Linked DNA regions of Sus scrofa: region 2 is linked to region 1. The links are chromatin contacts, called in public Hi-C maps. All regions are on one chromosome and are shown on one strand. Each heading gives the region's core, a stretch centred on a gene start, on an enhancer-like site or on the middle of the called end of the contact. The rest is flanking DNA. Distances are from core to core; before and after follow the strand shown. Region 1 overlaps AKAP12 (A-kinase anchor protein 12). Region 2 overlaps MTHFD1L (monofunctional C1-tetrahydrofolate synthase, mitochondrial).

Region 1 (3,943 bases), core at 739-3,238:
CAGCACGGATGACACCAGGTCCTTAGCCACTGTGCCACCAGGGAACTCCCCTCCTACATTATTTAAACAGGCAATCCCGAGGCACAAGAAACCTTGGATACTCAATTAATCTTTAACGCCAATGTTAAAAGCCTTTATTGCTTTTCAAGATTCTGACCAACTCTTTAAAGACTATTGATTATAAATCTTCCTGATCAGAATCACTTGTGGAGGGGAAAAAAATTGACCGTGGAAACTCCTTTTTCATATTTACCTCTTCCATTGCGAAATGTTTACTTGCTATTAAGTTTCTGAGTGTAAGATTTCTGAAGATAATATGAGAAAAAGAAGGTTTATGGATGTATGGCTGGATCACTCTGCTGTACAGCAGAAGTTGACTCAACACTGTACATCCAGTATACTTTAAAAAGTTAAAAAAAAAATATTTTCTGCACACTTTCTTTTCACCAGGAAAATGTACCACATTTTGCTTCATTCTTCATATCAACATTGTAATAAAAATAAAACTGAGAAAGCAATCGATCTCATTACTTAACGTTGCCTTAAACAGCCGACAGCTCTTCCAACTGTTTCTGTTCCTTTATCAGCCCATTAGGATTATAGGAACCAATTTTTTCAAGCCTCCTCAAGTATTCCACGTTTGTTAACTCTTAAATTTCTGCTTAAAAGGACCACCCTCCCTTCCCATAAGAAACATGGCATATGATGAACTCATCAAAGAGCAGATATAATAAAGATTACACTGGACACAAAAAGCGCCCAGAAATAAAGTCATGCATGGTCATAGAGGCCCCACTCCCCAGCTGTAACACCCCCAAACCACACCCCCAGGCAGCCTCAGTCAGGGTTGGGCACTTCTTTATCTCACTCCTAGAAAAATGAATGATCTGAAAAAAAAATGAAAAATTTGGGGGTTTTAATTTTTAAATTTTGCGTAGTCTCATCATAGTTTCTAGGCTCCGTGTAAATTTTCACCTCAGGCAAAAGGTAGAAAGGCCAGTCCAGGAAACTTGGGGAAGGAATTTTAAGACAATCTCAAAGTAAACAAGCTAATCTATAGGAAGTGAGAGGTATTTTTAGTTTTGCTCAACTTTCACATTCATTAAAAATTCCAGAGGCGGATGAGGCTTTGCAGAAGCGATTAGATTGAGAACAATTTTAAGTCCAAGAAATTCTATATTGCACTTTGAAGAAAACACGTGTTTATTTGGAGAACAGCAATCTCAGATATTTAGAGAAGAGTTGGTCTAATAAAAATCTAAATTAGCAAATGAAGCTTAAATTTGATGGGGGGAAAAGGCAGAGAGGAGGAGAAAGCAGGCAGGTTCCTAAGATTTCCAGCTACAGTACAATTGCATGAAAAGATCAAATGACAAGCGGGAGGAGCTGAGAACTTTCCACAAGTTTGCTATCTGTAACTTACTAGCTAGAGGTAGGTATTAAACCTTATCACTTACACTCAGCCAGATTACTAGAAAGCAAGCTGAAGACCTTACTATTCACTGCCTGACCGCTGCTGACCTTAGTTACTGATTTTACAGTAACGATGGCTTCATAAAAACTACCGCTTAACACTTGAGTCCCCTAAATCGCCAAGTGTTCCTTCGTTGAAAGTTCCTAAGAAGCAGGTCAACAGCAGAATTTACCTCTTTTTTTTTTTTTTTTTTTTTTTAATCACCACAGCAAGCGATTTAGGTCTTCACAACCTATTTTCAAATTCAGTCCAATCTAACATGTGTCTCCTGGGCCGGCGCGGCTGCTTTCCTCTGCCCGGGGCAGGGGTGCGACCCTTCACAAAATGCATTCCAGGTCTCCCCTGGGCAAAGTCAGGAAGATTCCAGCACAGGCCAAGAGAAAACCAAAGAGAGAATGCTCTTCTGAGCCAAAAGGCAGCCCCGGGGGGAGAAAGAGATGCCCCATCCGGATGTCCAGCCGCCGCCCCGCAGCCTCTCCCAGCCCAAAGCAGGTGACTCCACCTGCCGTGGAGGGAGAACACTACAGACCTGGCTCCCGCCTTACCTGTGATGGTGACGATCCCCAGCATCCTGGACCGGCACCTCCCAGGCGGGAGCGACCGGGCCTCGCCCCCTCTGGCGCTTGGCTGAAGCCCAAGGGGGTCTTGCTAACCCGCTGCGGTCTCGCCGGGATCCGAAAGAACGAACCGCCCAGCCACCCCAGGAGGATCAGCAAGAACCAGAGTTGCCTTCGCAGCAGCAGCAAGAAGCGGACGGAGGATGCCTTTCCCCAGCTAATTATAGGAGGACCCACCCATCCACCCACCCATCCGGGCTGGGGGCCGGGGGCCGGGGCCGGGGCCGGGGGCCGGGGCCGGGGCCGGGGCTGGCCCGCCCTCCCGCGCTCCGGGACTTGGCACCGCGCTCGCGCGTCATGTGTTTCGTTTTAAAGGAGGGGAGCCCTCCCTGTGGCGGGTCTCTGTTACTGGTCAGTAAGGCTCTGCAGCGAGACCCAGGGAGGGTCTTTAAAAAGTTGCTGGGATGAATAAGACCAGAGTCAGCAGCATTTTATCTAAAGCGTTACTTCATTCCTGGCACCGAGTTACTTCTATATCTCAGCTTTTACTATTACTTAAAGGAAATAAACCGCACAGATATTAAAGTCTGTCATTAAAAAAAAAAAATACTGTTCTGTATCCTCGTGTTTGTTTAAAGGCTGATGAGGTGCAAAAATGCTCTTCCCTTTTTAGCACCTATAGTATTTTCACCATCTGCTACACACACACACACACACACACACACACACACACACAACTACACTGATCTGGGGGTTGGCAAGCCTCAGCTGTCCACTTTCCTGAACTTTTTGAGAAGGGCTGTTACAAGGCGAACTTTGTGTCTTCAGCACTTGATCAAGGCAGCAGCTATTTTTTGGGGGGGGGCCCTACCTGGGCATGTGGAAGTTTCTGGGCCAGGGATCTGACCCAAGCCACAGCAGTGACAACCGCAGAGCCACAAGGGAACTCCCAAGTTAACTTTTAAACAACTCAAATACTTGAGCATAATGTCCTTTTTAAAATTTTTTTAATGGTGTAATGTTAGCTAAACTTTTTTCCCCCTTTATTTTTGGCCGCCCTGCAGCATATGGAGTTCCTGGGCCAGGGATCAGATCCCCGTGCTGCAGCTGCAGCAACACTGAATCCTTTAACCCACTGTGTGGGCTAGGGATCGAACAGCCGATCGGGTTGTGCCACAGCAGGAGCTCCAAGCTAAACTTTTAGATCACACTATGCCATGTTCCAATGTAGAGACACAACTGACTCTCTAATATGTAAGCCACACACCATGAAAATCAGTCAGAACCAAAGTTCAAAATTCAGAATTTTTCAGGCAGCTCTAAATTCTTAAACACAGGATAAGTAAGTACTAAATTGGGGGCTCTTACAATTTTGACACAGTTTCACGTATCAATTTTCTATTAGCCAAGGCCATTTAGGCCCCCTACGTTTGTTTCTTTTTTTTTCATCCTTTTCCCCTTTATCACTTCATGCCTTGCCTGTCTGACCCCATTAACCAGGCTCTCCCTATAAGTAAACAAAAGAAAGATTTTACTATTGCTTTTTTCTTTAGACCATGAAGATCTTGTTCATTATTGCTCGGGAGAAGGGAGGAAGGAGGGGAGTTTGGGGTGGACCAGGGTGGACACAGGAAAAAGAAGGAAGAGGGGGGTAAGAATTTTCCAAAAAACGCTGAGCACAGCCTGGGCGGGGCGGGGCGGAGAGAATGGCACGTAGTTACTCCATATAACCACCAGGGGGCGGAACGCACCCTATCCGGCCTACCCTGAGCAAGGTTAACTGGCATCTTGCCAGCAATTAGATCTTGTTACAAAAATCAGCTTCAGCCTGTCCATACATAGATTTTCCCTCTGACCTTCCCACCAGCACCCAGCCTGGTCACACGTCCACGTGGGAACAGAGAGTGATGTG
Region 2 (3,943 bases), core at 833-3,332, 270 kb after region 1:
AAACTTTCTGTGATGACAAAAATGTTCTACAACCACGCTTCCCAGTCCAGTGGCCGCCAGCCTCGGGTGGTTATTAAGTAGTTGAAATGCAACTAGTTCAACTGAGAAAATGAGTTCTTCATTTTAGTTAATTTAAATTTATTTATTTATTTTTGCTGTATTAATTAATTTATTTTTTTAGGGCTGCACTCATGGCATACGGAGATTCCCAGGCTAGGGGTCGAACCAGAGCTACAGCTGCCAGCCTACACCACAGCTCACAGCAATGGAGGATCTGAGCCCTGTCTGAGACCTACACCACAGCTCACAGCAATGCCGGATCCTGAACCCACTGAGCAAGGCCAGGGATCGAACCCGCAACCTCATGGTTCCTAGTCAGATTTGTTTCCACTGTGCCATGATGGGAACTCCAGTAAATTTAAATTTAAAAAGCTTCCTATGACCAGTGGCTACCAAGCTGGGCAGCATAACTATAGAAAAAAACCCTGACTGGACTGGTTGTGATATCGTCTACTGTCTCTTACTTAGTGTCTGCCCAGCCAGAACCCCAGAGACCCCAGGAAAGTAGGTGGGAGGCTGGAGAATGTGGGGCCTTTACTCTTCACGACATTCATCTTGTAGATGTGTTGATCCAGGCTCATGGAAGCTGAGTTACTCTAAGTTAGATAGAATATCCTTTTTGAAAAGGTCTGGGTAAGCCCACTGGAATCATTAATTAAATGATTGAAGATCTGCTTTTTAGTGGAATAAAATTAATCTACAAATTCCAAAAAAGCAGTGACAAATTTTATAATAATAATAATTTTTTTGTGAGAAGAAAAAAGAAGAAAAGTTCAAAATGAAGCTGCTGGACACTCTGGAGAACACTATGGGGGTTCCTTAAAAAACTAAAAATAGAGTTGCTATATGACCCTGCAAATCTACCCCTAGGTACATATCCAGAAAAAGACCAAACTCTCAATTCGAAAAGATATATGTACCCTATGTTCACAGCAGTATTCACAGTAGCCAAGACATGGAAACAACTTAAATATCCATCAACAAAGGAATGGATAAAGAAGATGTGGTACATATATACAATGAAATATTACTCAGCCATAAAAAAGAACGAAATAATGCCTTTCGCAGCAACGTGGATGGACCTAGAGATGGGCTTACCAAGTGAAATAAGCAAGACAGAAAAAGACAAATATCATATGATATCACTTATACGTGGAATCTAAAAAGATGATACAAATGAACTTATTTACAAAACAGAAGCAAGATTCACAGACACAGAAAACAAATTTATGGCTGCCAAGGGGAAAGGTGTGGGGGAAGGATAAATCAGGAGTTTGGGATTAACAGATACATGCTGCTGTATTTAAAATAAACAACAATATCTGAATCACTCTGCTACATACCTGGAACTAAGACAACGCTGTAAATCAACTATACTTCAATTTTAAAAAATGAACCTGCTAGGACTGAAGAAAATAAAGATGTATTAAGGCATCTCATCTTACTTGAAGGTCAGCAGCCCTGAAGGGCTCTCTCTTAGAAGACCCACGAACACACGACAGTGCTCTGTCACCAGTATTCCGCTCTCTCTTAAGCACAGAACTGTTGAAGTGCTGGTTCCAACATGATTGTTTCCTTGGCAACCACACTGAATGAAAACTACATTCTTCCTTTATTTTACCAAGGCCACAGAGTAGAATTCATATAAGCCAAATGTTCTTATGTTTGATATCAATGAGAAGTCTTCCACTGTCCATAAAATAACTTAGAGAGAAGAATCAATGAATCAACTTGTAAGTTGACCAGAAATGTCTGGAAACACTGTAATTATTTCAATTTGTATTTTGTATTTTAAATATGAATTTTAAATAACCTACAAGTGCAGGAAGTAAATAGCCTTTCCTGCACTTCAAAGAAAAGTAAAACATGAAACCATCTAGCCTGTAGTGAGGGCTTCATTACAACACCCCTCCTAGTGTCATGGGAGCAGCTCCTCATTGTGACTGAAAACAAGAGACCCTTGTATCTTTGACACAAAGCACATCCTTGGCTGGAGACCAGCACCTCTGCGCGACCAAAGGTGTACGTGCCGACTGCCATGAGCCGGCTCACCGAGCAGCTATTCCTGCTGGCTCGCTGGCCCTGAGCAACAGGGCAACCCAGAAGCATCCCAGAGGAACCTCACTCCTAAGGCAGTCGGGATGCATGGAGGCGCTACGGGGATCTGGGAAAGAAAGAAAGATTCATGGCCAGAAAACCTCAACTGGTTCCTGTGAAATGAGGATAAGGAATTCACATGGGTGATCATGACAGCAACGCCAAAGGAAAGGGCTATACAGGAATAGGTGATTTTAATGATCTGGCCCAAAGGAGGGGCAAGGGGCCGATAGGGGCCAAGCACCTGCTGGGCTGAATGACGTGTGTGTATTTTATGACACACCTGTTGTCCCTCCTGGCCTAAAATTACTTAGAAAGCTCGGTGTTACAAGCCTCGTATGAATGAGCATGAGGCGCAGCTCGGGCTGTTTTCACGTGGAGGGTCATATTCCCCTCATTCATCTCCTGGGGCCGTGCTGCCCAAGGAAAATCCTCTGGTCTACGGTTAAAAGTCTCACTCAAGAGCAGAGTAAATGACTTTCAGGACAGGAAAAAGAAATCATGTTCTGAAATAAAGTGATGACTGAAAAAAACAAAAAACAAAAAACAAAAAACAAAAAAACCCAAAGCCCTAACCTCTCGGATCCTGGGGTATTTCGAAGCCTGTGCTGGATTGACTTCCTCTAATCCTAAGGTTTTCTCTTCGAAATGGCCTTGAACACACCTGTGATAATACGTGAATAACGCTGCTTGCTTTTTATCTGAGAAAATGGATACCTTCCCTACGGAGTGGTGTCGTGCCATCAGGATTTAAGGCAGAAAGGCCAGGGGATGGATGAAGTGGTGGCAGGAGGGGACTGACTAACAGGTGGTGGGACCCTGACAGTTCATTCTACATCCCTGTCTTTCTCGCTCTACTCATAACTTTAGATGAAACAACCCATTTCTAGAAACTCGCTCTAGCGACAATCCATTTTTCGTGTTTAGAAGAAAGCACTTACACGAAATTATAGGCATCCTTATGACACGCGCAAGTGTAACAGATACAGACCATTGTTCCTCTCTCATCAGGTGCTATTTCCAGCTTCAAAGAGACAAAGCTGGGGCCCGCTTTGCCAGCATCACAAAGGGCTCAAAAGCAGGCACCGAGAAAGCTGGGCTGGATCTAACAATAGGTTCAGATCTGAAGAGACCGGTCAAACACAGATGGGTGAGGCACCTGGGAGGAGGTGACATATTGCAGGCCAGGGAGAGGACGGAAGCCAGTATTGAAGAATCTAGTTTTTGCTTTTTTTTTTTTGCTTTTTGCTTTTTATTTTTAGGGCCATACCCTCGGCACATGGAAGTTCCCAGGCTAGGGGTCAAATCGGAGCTACGGCTACCAGCCACAGCCACAGCCACAGCCACATGGGTCTGAGCTGCGTCCTCGATCTACGCTACAGCTCACAGCGACGCCAGATCTTTAACCCATTGAGCAAAGCCAGGGATCGAACTCACATCTTCATGGATCCTAGTCGGCTTTGTTAACTGTGGATTCCAGGAAGGGAACTCTGAAGAATCTAGTTTTGATAGAGATCTGAGGTGTGTCTGCAGAAGGGTGTTGTTCGGAGACTATGAGAATTTGGAGCTGAATCAGGAAAACCGCGTGGGAGGAGAAGAGGCTGAGGAGGGGAGGGGCTCGAAGCAGCTCAGGATGGATGACCCGCGTTCCACCACGAGGAAGCAAGCAGACCAGGAGAGGACGCGGAGAGACACAGATTTCCAAACGAGATGCTGATTGGAAAAATTAGGAGTGGCTTCCTAGGAAACATGCCAAACATTCAAATGCACAAACGGGGGAAAGGAG

Evidence for each region. A called contact is a pair of places that touch in the nucleus more often than the background predicts.
Region 2: a Hi-C map of omental adipose tissue shows a contact between it and region 1, with 2.0 times the contacts expected there. The contact joins two enhancer-like sites. A contact is called at or near these places in 1 of 5 promoter capture datasets (liver), 21 of 47 Hi-C or Micro-C datasets (alveolar macrophages, brain, embryonic fibroblasts and 14 more) and 1 of 2 datasets of contacts at active chromatin or transcription factors (skeletal muscle).

The regions. Positions count from the first base shown.
Region 1 is chr1:14,928,068-14,932,010 of Sscrofa11.1, forward strand. The region is part of intron 2 of AKAP12 (A-kinase anchor protein 12); the gene reads right to left. Among named protein-coding and RNA genes, the nearest start is that of ZBTB2, 71 kb to the left of the region's middle. Within about 2 kb of position 1,989, at least 41 of the 83 cell types and tissues checked have an H3K27ac peak or open chromatin away from gene starts, as enhancers often do. A contact at or near this core is called in omental adipose tissue, where this site is marked.
Region 2 is chr1:15,202,344-15,206,286 of Sscrofa11.1, forward strand. The region is part of intron 25 of MTHFD1L (monofunctional C1-tetrahydrofolate synthase, mitochondrial); the gene reads right to left. Among named protein-coding and RNA genes, the nearest start is that of MTHFD1L, 130 kb to the right of the region's middle. Within about 2 kb of position 2,083, at least 2 of the 83 cell types and tissues checked have an H3K27ac peak or open chromatin away from gene starts, as enhancers often do. A contact at or near this core is called in omental adipose tissue, where this site is marked.